Regions from separate parts of the Mus musculus genome. Here region 2 is linked to region 1. A link is a contact called in public Hi-C data. All regions are on one chromosome and are shown on one strand. The core of a region is the stretch at or near the end of the contact, and the rest is flanking DNA. Distances in the headings are between cores, read along the strand shown.

Evidence for each region. Hi-C and Micro-C count contacts between places; a contact is called where the count stands out from the background.
Region 2: a contact with region 1 is called in a Hi-C map of liver, with 3 times the contacts expected there. The contact joins two enhancer-like sites. A contact is called at or near these places in 1 of 484 Hi-C or Micro-C datasets (liver), 8 of 115 datasets of contacts at active chromatin or transcription factors (embryonic basal ganglia, embryonic forebrain, embryonic midbrain and 4 more) and 1 of 9 other capture datasets (embryonic tail).

What each region holds. Positions count from the first base shown.
Region 1 is chr8:89,012,424-89,020,243 of GRCm38.p6, forward strand. No RefSeq gene overlaps it. Among named protein-coding and RNA genes, the nearest start is that of Mir8110, 8.4 kb to the right of the region's middle. RefSeq lists a cis regulatory region at 1-6,404. Within about 2 kb of position 3,253, at least 39 of the 459 cell types and tissues checked have an H3K27ac peak or open chromatin away from gene starts, as enhancers often do. A contact at or near this core is called in liver, where this site is marked.
Region 2 is chr8:89,512,389-89,520,208 of GRCm38.p6, forward strand. No RefSeq gene overlaps it. Among named protein-coding and RNA genes, the nearest start is that of Gm26331, 73 kb to the right of the region's middle. Within about 2 kb of position 4,408, at least 6 of the 459 cell types and tissues checked have an H3K27ac peak or open chromatin away from gene starts, as enhancers often do. A contact at or near this core is called in liver, where this site is marked.

The DNA of each region.
Region 1 (7,820 bases), core at 2,003-4,502:
TGCACTCCATTCACCACCAATCCAGGAAAGAATGTGAGTCTAGGTGAAAGGACAACAGACTTCCCTTCTGCGTTTGAGTGGGCGGGATTTAGATCTTTCGATGGTGAGGGCGGAGTTATCATCAATTGTCTCTATACCAATTTTCTCTGCAAAGGTCAGGCAAAGTCTTAAAGATCTAACCCTGGGGTAAAAAGGCAGTGGATTTCTCAACTGAGGGAAGGAGTCAGTTTCAGTGACTGCTTACTAGGGTGGGGTTCCCAGCTCTCCAGGCTCTGTAAAGGCTATGAAAGAGCAAATCTCAGCTCCTTAAAAAAAAAAGAAAAGAAAAGAAAAGAAAAGAAAAGAAAAGAAAAGAAAAGAAAAGAAAAGAAAAGAAAAGAAAAAGAAAAAGGTTTGGGACGGGGCTGGAGGAGACAGGATTCTAAGCACCCAGATTTAACTGAAACTTCCTTTGGAATTTAGAAATTCTAGTTTTGTGAGGACCAGGTCCCTTCTCTGCCTTAGGGGGAAACTGTTTCCAGGGTGCAGCTAATGCCCCAGGGTTTGCACCACCATGCCATGACTCAGTGTTTACGGGAATATCTGGGCCTGGATGGAAGAGCTCTAGAGATGTGTGGTTTCTTCCTGAAACTTAATTATTAAAAGTACAACTTCAGGATGAGGGTGTGGCTCCCTGGTAGGCTGTTTGTCTGGCGCTCTAGCCTCCGTTCCTAGTACAGCAAAATAACCAACCAACCAATCAATGAACCAACCAACCTACCAACCAACCAACTCTGCTTCCACTGACTATTAGTCAGTGTAGGTCGCTAACCAAATAGGAACTGTGGAAGCAAAAGCGTTGGTTTTCCAATGCTTACTGATTCCAATGCATTCTAGTCCCCTGAGATGTGATCCTGAGACAGAATCCCAGGGCAAAGTCCTGCAAGCCAATGGCAGAATGCTAATTGGAGTTTTGAGTGCCTGTTGAAAATTAACCCTGACACTGTCCTGGACAGTAACTTTCTGGCCTAGTACTGTTGACTTTGGTCTGGGCAGTCCCTTTTGATGCCCTGTGTCTGTGGAGGCTGGGCAGCATCCAGCCTCTACCCTTCCTATACCCGTGTCCTTTCCAGTCAGGACAACCTCATATGGGGGCCAACGTCAAGTAGTTGAAAACTGTTACTGTCACCAAGGGGGAAAGCTGTGCATTAGATATTTCTCTCCAACTTGAGAGACGGGCTTGTGCAAAGGAGTGCCTTCCTGAACATAGTGTAAAAAAACATATTTTTGTCATGCGATGAAAATTTAAGCAGCCATTAAAATACGGTTTTTTAAAAATTATTTTTATTTTATGTATATGAGTACACTGTAGCTGTCTTCAGACACACCAGAAGAGGGCATCGGATTCCATCTACAAATGGTTATGAGCGACCATGTGGTTGCTGGGAATTGAACCTGGGACCTCTGGAAGAGCAGTCAGTGCTCTTAACCACTGAGCCATCTCTCCAGCCTTAAAACTTTTTTTTTGTTTTGTTTTGTTTTTTGAGGCAGGGTTTCTCTGTGTAGCCCTGGCTGTCCTGGAACTCACTCTGTAGATCAGGCTGACCTCGAACTCAGAAATCCGCCTGCCTCTGCCTCCCGAGTGCTGGGATTAAAGGCGTGTGCCACCACTGCCTGGCTCCTAAAACATGTTTTAAAGACATTTTCTAGGCTCTAGAATATGCCCACCTTAGGATACACAGCAAGGCAATGAAAGCATGTATACCACCTTTATTCTGTGCAATGCTTACATTTAAAACACTAAAAATGTCCCCATGGGTAAAAGTACAAAAATTAAAGCCATACTCACTTGCTTTTCCTAATAATTTGCCACATGAATCTTGCAGTGCACAGCATCAGGCTACACCAGGCTGGGAAGCCGCACACTGTGGTCCTCTGCTCTGTCTGGTTTACTTCCACACGGTAAGCAACTCCTTTCCTCTTCCTGTGACCATTCTGCTCATGAAAGATTCACATCCTCTGCTTCACTCTCAGCTGAGGTTCCAAAGTCAGAACTGGTTGCCTATACCTTGCTTCTGAGTCCAAGTCCTTCACCCACTCATCCCTGACCCGGGCGCTGTGCTAGGGCCTGGGAGATTCAGTGATGGAGAAGGCAGTAGAGTCAGTCCCTACTCTCAGGAAGAAGACTGTAAACCAATAGACAGATCCAATAAACATACACAAAGAGGCAAGGCAAGACAATTCCAGGGTAAGAGAACCAGAGAAGCAAAAACCAAAGAGGGGAAGACCGCCATTGGGAGTGAGCACAGCTTCATTAGGCTGGGGGTGGGGTGGCCATCCAAGGCACCTCTAGAAAGTAAGACCTGAGCTAGTACCAGAGAACAAGAAGAGTGGAAGAAATTTGGGAAAAAAAAACTGACAAATCCTGAAACTGCAACTTTGTAGCAATAGGGATGGGGTGGGCGTTGCCTGCTCTGGGACCCCTTTCCCAGTACTACGTTCCATCTCCCAGCCTTGATATGAGAGTTTGTGCCTGGTCTTATTGTATCTTATTACGAGATTATTGTATTTTACTGTATCTTATTATGTCTTATTTGGTTGATGTCCCTGGGAAGCCTGCTCTTTTCTAGGGGAGATCAAGGTGGGAGGGGAATGGGAGTGGAGGTGAGGGGGGACTGGGAAGAGTGAAGGGAGGGGAAACTACAGTAGAAACTATTGTATAAGAGAAGTCTAAGTTGAAGGAAGGAAGGAAGGAAGGAAGGAAGGAAGGAAGGAAGGAAGGGAGAAAGAAAGCAAGCAAGGAGAAAGAGAAGAAAGAGAATAGGTCTCATCTCTACCATCTCTCTGCTGTAAAAGGATGTTAAATCTGAGTACAAGGCACAGCACAGAAGCAGAGTGGACGACTCCGAGTCTACCCCACGATGGTCAAGCCCATTGACCCATAGACTTCCTCAGCTCTGTATCACTCTGTAACGTGGACCACAAACGCATGACTTGCTTTCTGATCTCAGAGAGGCAATGGCTCCTATGCTCCTTTTCTGTCTCTATCATAACTGAGAAGTTTTCTGTGGAAGGATCCGAGTTCAAGGTATGGCCTCTGATAGTGCACTCTCCTGTCTCTCTGGCTAGCCCTACTCCACGCTTTAGGTGCAAAATGCTCTATAGCAGCCACCCGAGAGAGTCATTAGTCATCATCTTGGCTGAAGCAGCAGCTCTTAGAAAAGCAGCTTGGAGCCTCAGAGGCCACTCCTCTGGGCAGTTTGCAGGACTGTAGGCAACAAAACTAACTTGGCTTGTGTCACTGATGTTTGCCCACACCCACAGACAGTGCCCAAGGCAGGGGGAGGGGCTGAATATTTGCCATTCCAGGTTTGAAAAGGTTTTCACGAACTCTTTTCCTGGGTGTGGCTATACTCCAGTGTCCTCTGCATCCTTCTAGACTCTTCTCTGCAGTCTTCTGGCTCACGCTGCGACCTCCATTGTGCTGTGAGCACCAGGGAGCAAACCCGATGCTTGCCAAATGGCAAGTTAGAAAGTGCTTAATAGTTTACTAATTGTCTCAGTCTGTTTGCTGTTGCTATAGCAGAATTTCTGAGACTAGGTTTTGGAGTTTTGGTGTTTTTTTTTTAATAAAGAAAAAGGGTTAACTTGAATAATGGCTCTACAGCCTTGGAAGGTGCTCACCTCTGCCTGGCTGTCAAGGGGACAGCCTTGTGGTAGAAAGGGAAAGAGAGGTCAGGAAGCAAGAGAATGCTAACGAAGGAAGCCAGCCTTCTTATTTTATTTTATTTTATTTTATTTTATTTTATTTTATTTTATTTTATTTTATTTTATTTTATTTTATTTTATTTTATTTTATTTTATTTTTTGGTTTTCCGAGACAGGGTTTCTCTGTGCAGCCCTGACTGTCCTGGAACTCACTATGTAGACCAGGCTGGCCTTGAACTCAGAAATCTGCCTGCCTCTGCCTCCTGAGTGCTGGGATTAAAGGCGTGCGCCACCACGCCCGGCTCTTATTTTATTTTTTAAATGATACCCACCTTTGTGTAGCTAGCCCATTCTGGAGGGAACTGAATCCATCCTCTCTCTAGGACAAATTCCCCAAAACTCAAACACCTCTTAAAGGTTTTAGAACTGTCTTCCCCCAACTCTTCAGGCCTCATAACACCTTTATGGGGACTAAGGTCATGATGAGATTTTGAAGGGAACAAACTACTATCAAACTACAGCTCTAGCCTTTTACCATTTGATGAAGGCAGACAAAGGCGAGAGATAAGGACTGAGGAACTGTGGGAGTTAGGAGTGGGAAGGGGATTCTGGGTACAGCTTGTTCCCTGCAGGGCTCAGCGTGTGGGTCTCTGATACAGGATTTACCTATCATGTGAAGGGCCCTGAGCCTGAGCCCTACACTGAAGAACATATTTCTTTCTGGATTACTTAATCCCCTTCTGCGGGAAGCTAGCCTGTTTAAGTTTCTGTTGTGACTGGGCCCAAAGCCAACCTTCTCCGGACAGAGATGATAGGAGTTTCTTGCCAGAGGAGAAACACAGAGTCTGCAATAGTGGGCATCCCATTGAAAAGACCAGGCTTGTGGAGAGAAATCTCTGATTTATTCGTTTTTACTAGCAAACTCTATTTGTCTATAGTGGCGACTTACTTTCGAACATTTTGATACATGACGGACACAGTGGACTTGGATCATATTCATGGTCTGTTGCCCTCTCTGGTTCCTCTCTCTCCTCACATTAGTCCCTTTATACTTTCATGTCTTTAGGATATACCTACGTTACACATTTGAGACCGATCATATAGTGTTTGATGAAGTCTGGCTTATTTGGTCTAATATGAACATTTCCATTTCCATACATTTGCCTTCAAATGGCATAATTTCATCCTTCTTTATGGTTAAATAATATTCTATTGTATATATTTACCACAATTTATTTATCTGTTCTCCCAGGCTGAAAGATCCTGAATATAATTATTTTTAAAAATACATTATTCTGCGAGGAAGGGCCTGTGTGTGTCATGGTGAGGTCAAAGGACAACTTTGTGAAGTCTGCTCTCTCCTCCCATTGTTATGTGATGGGTTCTAGGGCATGAACTCAGGTGGCCAGGCTCATACACCAAATGTCTTTACCCACTGAGCCATGTCCCCAGCCTGAATCCTGAATACAAAGAGGTTCTCTGCCACTTACGCAGACACTCCGAGACAGAGATTGGAACAGTGCCAGTTCCCCTGCCTCAGTTTCTTCATCTGCTGTGAAGGATGGCATCTTTGTGTACTCCATCCTCTCTAGCAGTGTTAGAAAGCAAATCCTTGGGAGCCCAGGATAGTCACCATGGAAGGTCCAGACTCAGGAGCTCTGCTCCTTTTTGAGCACCTCCAGGGAGGACTTCCTTTTGCAGGAAGCCAAGGTCCTGTCTGATTCCTCCCTAGGGGGCTTCACGCCACGAATGGTCTTTGTTGATGTGTCAGGCAAGCTAATTTGGACAGCTTGGGCAGGAACTGTAGGAGTCCCGTAGGAGTGAGTAGCACTTAGCTCCCTCAGCCACGGTTGTTGAGGTGTGAGAAGGAGACAACACTCAACTGGTTGGAAAAAAAAACCTGGAAACTAGAACTTTGGAATAAGACCTTCAAGTTTTAAGTGCTGGCAAGACTTTCACATTTGTTAGCCAGGCTACTTGAGCCAAGCGAAACACTCAGTAGAAGGAGTGGCTGGAGTCTCCAGGCTGTGGCTGCCTCCCCAGGCACTTTCGGAACTCTGAACACATTGCTTGTTCAGATGGCAGAATCTCTTGGAAGACCCCCAATTCTCCTCCCTCTTGGGTTTTGCTCTCTCAGGTCCTCCTATGGCAGTGGTTCTCAACCTTCCTAATGCTGCAGCCCTTTAATGCAGTTCCTCATGCTGTGGTGACCCCCAACCATACAATTATTTTCATTGCTACTTCATAATTATAATTTTGCTGCTATTGTAGCATAAATAAATATATGATATGCAAATGACCTTGGGTGACACTTGTGAAAGGGTCATTTGAACCCCCAAAGGAGTTGTGACACCCACTTTGAACAACCACTGTACTAGAGTTTCACCTGAGCTACTGTGAAGACAGCTAGTAGTTGTGTCTGAAACCCTATTTAGAAATAGGATTTTTACAGATGTTATCAAGTTAAGATGCTGTCTAGACACTTCAATATGGCAGTTGTCCTCATAAGGGAAGCAGTCAGGCACAAGGAGAGGAGACAGTATGACTATATTCAAAGGTTTGTAAGGTGAAGATTACAGTAGAAGAAGGGGCAGTAGAAGAAGAAGGCCAGGTCTACAAGCCCAGAGGGGTCAAGACTTTCTGACAACAGAAGAAGTTGAGGCAGGCACAGAAAAGTACCCCCCCCCCCCCCGACCCCTCCGGAGGGTGTAGCTCTGCTTATGTGATTTCAGACTTTGAATTTCCAAGCTCCCAAGATAGCCCTTCTGCTGTTTCATCTACTACCAGGCTCAGGTGGGCAAGCTTGCCATCTCTGAAACACCCTGACGATGCTTTACTGAGATGAGGTCCTCCGAGATCAGGTCATGTCTCTAGAATGGGCTGCTAGAGGATACCTGTCACATCTGCTCTGGCAATGGCTGCCATCTTGCCCACTGTGGTCACACAGTCTTGAACTTGTAGCTCTTGGAATCACACACTAAATGAGTTTGATAATAGTGCTCCAACCCCACCACTTCCCAGTCTTTTGGCTGAGATCAAATGTCAGTGTACTGTGAGGGCTCGCCCCGTATCCTCACCCGCAAACACGGTATCGGTTTAGGGTATTCTGCTGGAGCAAGAGAAAACAGATCGGGATAGTTGTCTATCCTGCTGACCTCTTCAGGCCTGTCATATCCCCATAGTGCATCCTGGACAAGAGACCCAGTCACACTCCCAAGACTCCCCAAATGTCCTCAACTTGAGTGACTCCTCTAAGCACATCCTTTATTTCCAAGGAAGGTTCAATTTGAGAATGTGGGGATTGGGGTGATTGTTTTTACACAGAGCGGAGATAGCAGCGGCCCATGCCTGCCAATGTCCCCCCTTCTGGTGACAGCAACTTGTGATGACCAGAGGCTCACAGACTGAAAACACACAGAAAAAGAGGAGTGTGCACGTGCGTAAAAACCCCACACGTTTCTAGCTAGCTGAAGCATCATTTCCTGTGGAATTTATCTCCAGGTCTTAGTAAGGTTTTTTGAGAGTAGGTAATAGTTCTCACGTGTGAAAATCACCCCTGTACTCTGATGGAAGAGGCCAGAGTTAGGGGAAGAGCAGGTCTGTTTGAGTAGCCCTGGCTGGCCTGGAACCCGGGATCCTGCTGCCTTAGCTTCCAGCCTTCTGAGATTTCAAGTTTCCACCCCCACCCTTACCTGAATCTCTCCTCTTCCTGTCTCCAACATGAGTCATGTTCAGAGATGAAGTTTCTTTCCCAGACAGGTATTTAGAGAACAGATTCCTTCCCTGTGGGTCTGAGAGGCTCCCTCTGTAAGCATTCCCTGGATACTTATGGGCAAGTTGGAAAAGTGATCCTCAGAGGAGGAGTCACAACTCTGAGCCTCAGGTCTGGTCAAGGAGGGACAGGTAGCAGGTTGCTAAGGAAGCAGTGATGGGGGAAGAACATCTCAGTCACTAAGAACGCAACAGGTGGGCTCTGGAGTAAGGCACTCTGGGTTCATATTCTTGTTGCTTAGTGAATATGTGTCCTAAGGCGTTTAACATAACTTCTTTTTGCCTTATTCTCTGTACCCCCACCCCCAAATGGACTCTCCCGCTATACCTCATCTTGTGGGTATTGCAGGGGTTAAAAAGGT
Region 2 (7,820 bases), core at 3,158-5,657, 500 kb after region 1:
AAGCACAGTCAGACATGGAGAAGCTAGTTAGGCACAGTGCAGAGGACATAGCCAGAGGAAAACAAAGACATTCCACGTTGAAGGTGAGAGATGCTGCTCAAACACAGATCACCTGTAACCATTTAACTTACCATTGTTTCGACCATTTCCACTTCACCGGGAAGCTAAATAATGGGCCCCCACGGTTACAAAGAGAAACCATTAGATTCCAGCAGACAGCAGGTGATAACCCTGAGTTGGTATCAGTTCATCAATCTTCGAGGTACACTTTCCAAATTGTTCTTTCTATTCCCTTTTCTTTGGTAATTCTCCAGTTCCTTGAAAGCCAAGATCTTATCCAGTTTCTTGAACAAGAGTGACAAACTGTGGATGAAACACAGTGAGCAGCTCTCGCCGAGGAGCTGAGAATGGATGCCTGAGTGGATATTTGAGTTGACTAGGCTGGTACCCACACGGTAGCATGGCTTCTTTCTCTTGACTAGCAGAGCCTAAATTTATCATTTTGAGCTTTAATAAAAAGTTGGCCAAGCCCTGCTTTAGAATTTTCCAAACTTCTATGCCTAGCACTGGAAAGGGAGCTAAAACAGACAAGACAAAGAAATGAAAGAGAAAGGATTACAGGCCCTTACCTGCACAGACTTCCACGTATACCAAAGCAGCTACCTGCCTCTCAAATCATAAAACACCCTAATGAGAACAAATGGAAAAGTTCTCTAGATTAATCCTTAAGAATCTCTTTACAAGGGGCTGGAGAGATGGCTTAGCAGTTAAGACCACTGACTGCTCTTCCTAGAAGTCCTGAGTTCAATTCCCAGCAACCACGTGGTGGCTCACAAGCATCTGTAGTGGGATCCAATCCTACTGGTGGGTCTGAAGAGAGTGACAGTGTACTCACATACACAATGAGGATGTTTTGCTGAAGCAGATGCTTGAGAGGGCACGTGATATTTGGGAAGAGTATTATTAAATCCACAGACAGTGAAAGAATGTTCTTGCATTGTTACACCTTGAAAGCACTTCACTGGTCTTTGCTGTTCTTCACTTCATAAAGGAAAATGCACCAAGAGCTTCAGGTATTCCGGCTGAGTCTTGCCACTTCTGCTGACATGTACTGGTGTGGCAGAGCCTTGTGGTTTCTGCTGGATCAAGCTGACATTTCATATTCAAGCTATAGCTTGGGACATAATAAATAGCTGTAATATGATATCTTATATTGAATCTGAAATATCAGATAACAGCTAAGCCGATCTGATCTTAATAATGATGATGATGATGATGATACTGTTCATTAATTATAATGAAATTACAACCAATACCACACAGACATAAGAGTTTAGTAATTGTGTGGGGGGGTGCAGATGAGTGCTGATGTCTGTGTAGTAATGAAGGAATTCTCCATTATCTGCCTAAATTTATATAAATCTAAAACTGTTCTAAAGATAAAGTCTAGGGGTTGAAGAGATGACTTAGCTGGTCTCTGGTAGAGGGTCTGATTTGGTTCCTAGAGCCCACCTAGGGGTTACTCGCAACCCCACCTCTTGGGAATCCAATGCTTCAGGGGTCCCTTGGCAATGAACTCACATGCACACACAGGGAGACACAGCTAAATATTAAAAACTAAATAAACTGTAGTGATTGAAAGGCCAAGTCTCATGACTTTTGAGGTCCAAGCTAAGAGGTCAGGCTCCTTCTGTGAGACAGGCTGCCTTGCCTTTGGCCATCGTTGGTGGCTATAGAAAAACACTGCAACCTTGGCAAGTACTACTTTGAAATAAATAGGAGAACCTGTCACATAAACCAGTCAGTAGCTTTTCTTATGACTTGGGCCAATTCTGTGTGTCCTTCCTGTGCCTCTGCATGGTTAACACAGCTCATGTGCGGGAGGAGGGGGTGGGAGATGTGATGGGGGTTTACCTCCTACGGAGTTTATGGGAGCCCAGGAACCCACACCATATACAACTTAATCCTCATGTTTATGTCTGGGACTATATTAAATGCCATCTGCCTAACCATTTGCCATGTTATAAATTAAGGCGACATCAACAATGCTATAACACCAAGGAGCTCTGCTGTCTTCCAGTTTGATATTAAATGGCTTTTGTTGCCAAACTCTCCTTACAAACATGAAAAGAACAGTTGTGAGCCTTCTGGAGGAGCAGATGGTCTCTGATGCAGGCTTTCTGAAAGTTACAGGGCTCACATCTTTGCCGTGCAGTCAGCTCTGTAGTTTGCTGTTGGAAAGTGTATGGGTTGGCCCTCACAATGTTGAATTCCCTATGTGAAGTTATGTGCGTTAAAGAACACCTAGGAATCTCAGAAGTAGAATGAGAATAATTTCTACATGATTCAAATGAGGAACACACAGCTTAGCTCCTTCCTTGATTCATGGAAAGGATATATTTCCTGTGACCTGGTGTATACATTCATACATACCCACATACATGACTCAAAGTATTCATTAAGCAAAGCAAACCCTTGCAACGGACTATATACACTTTGATGCGTTCCTCTCCAATAAATCTAGTCTATTGCCTTTTTTTATTTTACAACCAATTCTGTAAATTAATTTTAGTCTTATTAAAGACTTCCCACCTCCAGACTTAAAAAATAAATTCCCACACTGAAGTGGTTCATTTAAATGAAAAAAAATATGATTGGCATCTGAGCTCTGCAGTAAATGCTAGCTGGCATGATTGTTTTAGATGTTATCAACCATGGCAAAGTGACATGAAAAGTTAGAGGATTGAACACTGTCAATCTTTCTCCTCCTTTTCCCAGAATCCAATGGGATTCTATCTCTGAGGGGCATCCAGTAACAAAGACTGCGGCATTTCTCTCTCTGCAATGGCCACACCAACATACTGTACTTACCTTACGTGTGGGGACCCAAAAGGCTCTTCGCCCCCAGCCCCTTTCAACTCTGACAAGGTCTTTCTTCCTCTTCATTTCTCTGCTAGCTCTGAGTCCCCAGATGGTTGGTGTCCAGAGCAGGAACCTGCTCCTTAGCCAGAGGTTGTGAATTTGAAAAAAAGAAAGCAGGGATCTGGGGGCGGGGGTGGAGGGGTGGGGGATGGGGGATGGGGGAGAGAAGGGGTGGAGCAAGTTGGAGAGGGAAAGTGAAAAGGGTAATGATGTAATTATACTATAACCTCAAAAAAAAAAAAGAGAGATAAATAACAGCAACAAGCAACAAACTAGTTCCAGGTCACTTCCTCTTCCCCTCCAGCACTTCCTGGAATTTTCTCTGAAAGCTTCTCTTGCTGGTTCACATTCCAGTCTCCAGTTGGCTTATGGGAGAGCCCAGCTGGAACCTCCCACTTGCTCTGTCTGTCCCTGTAGAGCCTGCCTTAAGAAGTCATGGCTTTTGTCCCCTTTCCACTTCCTCTTGTGGTGGGAAACTTCCTAGCCTCCACAAGCCTGTGTGCCTAAGGCGTCAAGTCATGTGGTCACCTAGGCACCCATCTTATCTTTTTATTTTTTCCCTTTTTCGTCTCAACCAAATAAACAAAGTGTTGTGGTTCTAAACATGGAAGACATTTATTTGCCTGTCTTTCTTACAACATATCTAATATCCTGAAGGTCTAGCAGGCCACCCCCCTCTATCACTCACAGGAGCACCCACAACACTACATTTTCTTCAGACACAAACCATCTCTTGTATTGGGCTCGTGTCTGTGATAATGACGCAGGTGAATTTTATCATTCCTTTCACTCCAAGCGTAATGAACAAATTCACTGCGTATTACTTTGGACTTGATCTCTAGCAAAACACTACTGGAACAAACAATTTGATTTGTCAACACCTTTCCAAGGGCTCCTCAATCAATGTCACAAATCCAAATTTAAACAGCAAAGTACATTTGACTGCAAGACCCTGGACTGATTATAGCTCCGAGTTCAGAGAATTGCTCCAGACAGGGCAGCAATCAGATTATTAACTCCACTTGAAAATACTCTCTGCTGTCTGGCATTAGCATGCATATTTTGATATAGATCGATAAGCAATCTCCTCTCTATAAGAAATGCCTGCAACATTCATTTGGCTGATCAAAGGTAGATATCAGCTGCCTGTGACAGCTAGCTATTGTTACCCTGCTTTCTTTACAGAAGAGCTTCTATTAAAAAAAAAAATCCCTGGCTCTTTTTCAGCTAATAGTGAAAGCCGAGAGAGCGGCAGAATCCCATCTCCTCCCAGACACTGAAACACAATTAGTGCAAGGGAGATTTTGGTCTTCTCTGAGCTAACTTAGCCATTTCCCTTGCGTTCACTGACAAGAAAGAGCAAGCTTCTCTCCCTTCTTTGCCTATTTCCCTCCATCCTCACTTATTTTCCTTTAGAGTAAAGGGCTCCAGTCTGGGAAAGTCAGAAAGGTACCACCTACCCATGGCCATCTGGTGTTTCCCTAGTGAGGTCAAAGTTCAGAGGTTAAGACCTTAATCTTATTCTAAACTAGTTAGCTCAGGTTTGGATCCTGGGTGGTGGCCTAGAATTGACGGATGGCTTTGGAGGCTATTTATTTAACCCCTAACTTCTCTCTCTACCTGATTTTGTTATAAAATGTCCATTTTCTTTTTTCTTTTTTTCTTTTTTTTGAAAACCATTATTTATTCATACTTTCCATCTTTTAAAAATCCACTTCGAGGTCTTTTCTCCTCATCTAAACTTCGCCTGAGCAAATCAATATAAAAACCAAATTTTACTGACTAAATCCCTCTCTTCTGCCCAAAGGTCTCAAAAAACAAAACTCAAGATTGTTTCTGCCACTTTACAGATTAATGGCGCGGGCTGCACACTTATTTCAGCTTCCACTTACGAAACAGAAATCTCCCTGCAGCTATACATACGCACACGTTATGACAATACATCACTGGTTAAGTGCCTGGGCACACACCACCCAGAGCCACCCAGAGCCACCCACCCAGGCAGGCCACACTGCAATCCTTGAGCCCTGGGTTTAGGAGAACCATTTGAATTCTGCTCATCTATGTCTACTGGATTTGAATTTTAAAAACTCTCTGTATTGTGTTCTAATTCAAGGAAATGATTGTTTTAAAGATGAGTCTTGGGGCTGTCTCCCACACCATCTCATGTCAGAATCCTCTCATCTGCCCTTAGAACATGTCAGCATGGCTCTCTCAGGGTATGACGTCCATAGAAGCCGCAAAGGCAAGTTTTGATGTGCACACATGTGCACGTTCTTCCCAAGACCGTGCCTGCTCATTTCCTGCTGCCTAGGTGATGATGTAATCTTTGGAGTTATGTGATTTGTTTCAAAACCTTAATGATCTGAATTGACTATAAGTGGGGCTGTGGGGAGGGGAATACATACCCAGCTAGGGAAAATCCACACCAAGGTATGGCTTAAAATAAACATGCTTAGGGGTTGGAGAGTTGGCACTGGCTGCTCTTCCAGAGGTCCCGAGTTCAATTCTCAGCAACCACACGGTGACTTACAATCATCTGTAATGAGTTCTGAAGCCCTCTTCTGGTGTGCAGGTATACACGCAGATAGAATACTCATATACATAAAATAAATAAATTAATTTAAAAAAACAAAACATGTTTGGCATAGAGAGGGACTATCTGGGTGCCTGCTACCAAAGACTGTTCTAACTGGTAGAAAAGTATGCATCCATTTCTAATTTATAACGAAAAAAATGTATCCTTGAAATATTTCAGCCACCTTCCGTCTGGGCAAAGTTAAGCTCAGATCCTACCTAGTCACACGGATGCTCTGTGAGACGTGCAGTGCCTACGTTTAATGTCACCAACCCAAATCATCTCCACGGGGGGAGCTGTGTATTCCCATTTTACAGGTGAGGAATCTGGATTTCAAGGGATTCATTTAATATCCCAGTGGTTTTCATGAAGACTTTACTGACTTCCGAAGGCAGAGAGAAGAGAGAAAAGAGATATGCTTAAGCTGCCATTGCGTGCCTGATGGTGGAAGGACCGAGCTACTGTCTAAGAAAGGCCAGGCAGAGGACACTATGAAATGATGCTTGTCGTTGTTGTTAATCTGATTTGTTGTTTGTTTATTTTTGAAAACAATGAAATGCATTCTATCTAGTAATATAGGTGAATTATGCCCACAGGTCTCAGATTCTAACATGCTTATTGGAACTAAAGTACACTATATTTTTGAATGGATCCTAATTATGTTTAGGCAGAACACGTAGTTCCTGTAATTAAATTTGATGGAAATATATGTAAACACAATCCACCCTCAGGCATACTTCCACCTCTGACTGGAGTTGCTTTCTAGCTCAATCCCGGGTAGGTCATTTTTCTTTAAATCCTTCTGTGTCTTTTCTAGTAAATGAAGATAATAATAGGGTCCACTTTACAGGATTTCTGTGAAGTTTAAGTGGGAACACACACACAGACACATTCACCTGCAGCTCAGGTACTCAATATATACTATGCATTATAACAATAGCGACAATCACGAGTCTCCTTGATTTCTTCATCCACACTTAGAGCTGGGAATTAGAAAGCAGAGCAGCTTTTCATGTTAGTGTGGTTTTTCCAATGTTTTCTCATGAGAGCTGTTGGTTCCTCTCTACTTTGTTAAGAAGATGCAGACATTTAGCTGGAGGTCTTTATTTCCAGCAATTTTTAAAATTTTTTTCAAAACAATTTTACATATATTGTTGTGGTGATGTTGTATTTTGTTGCGTTGTTGTTGCTGTGTTGTGTTATTGCTGTGTTGTTGTTGCTGTGTTGTGCTGTTGTTGTATTGTTGCTGTTGTTGCTGTTGTGTTGCTATTGTATTTTTAGTTGAATTGCTGTTGTGTTGCTGTTGGGTTGTGTTGTAGTTGTGCTGCTGTTGGGTTGTTGTGTTGCTGTTGTGTTGTAGTTGTATTGTAGTTGTGCTGCTGTTGTGTTGGGTTGTTGAGCTGTTGTTGCTGTTGTCACCCACAAATCTTTCTCACAAGAAACAAGTACAGAGTTGTTGAAGAAGCACTTGTTAGGCAGCACATACCATGTGCCAAGGGCTAGGTCAGATACTATCTGAGGTCGCAGGCTGTCACACAGAAAATTAATAGATCTGCTTGAATTAAAGGCACATCGGAGTGAAATAAATTGCCAGTTCTGGGGCCTTTTAGAGGGCGGTGGGTTTGCTTCATGGAGATATTAGACGACCTCCTGCAATCCACAGAGGTCTTTGTTCCAGTGAGAAAGAATGAGGGAAGAGCTCAGGGAGGAAGGAAAGGGAGGTCTGGGAGGGAGGCACTAAGACAGGGAAGAGAGCAAGTGGAAGGAACTGGAGAGAAATGGAGAGCAAAGGTGCTAAGCCGCCCTGGTTAACTCTGACATCAAGCTGGAAATTGAGATGGAATTATAAAGGAGAAAACACAACCTAATTAGTACATGATAAGTATAAGCTGACTGACGAAAGCAAGGAGTTGCCATTGGTGTGTCAATGGAAAGAAAGCAAAGGAGGGAGCCATTAGCCTGGCCTCTGTCACCTAAGCCCCTTGACTTGGATAATTCATATATTTTTTTATTATGCTCCACCTCTTCTGGTATTTTTGGTGCTAAAATTCAGTGTTCCTGGAGCCACCAGGTCTAGCTTTCTCGAGCCCCACAAGTTTACAAGCAAAGGTGTTTTCCATGAGGTCCCGCCACACAAACTACTGAAGCCCCACCCAGACTCATCAAGCACAAATTCTCCTTGAGCTCCACATTGCCAACTTCCATGTCATTGTGCTGAGTGTCTAGCTGGCAGGTCCTCAGCATCCCCCTGAGGGGCAAGGTCCAGTGTTGGATGGGGATGTGGCACATTTCCTTAACTCTGCCAATTAGGTTTTGACTT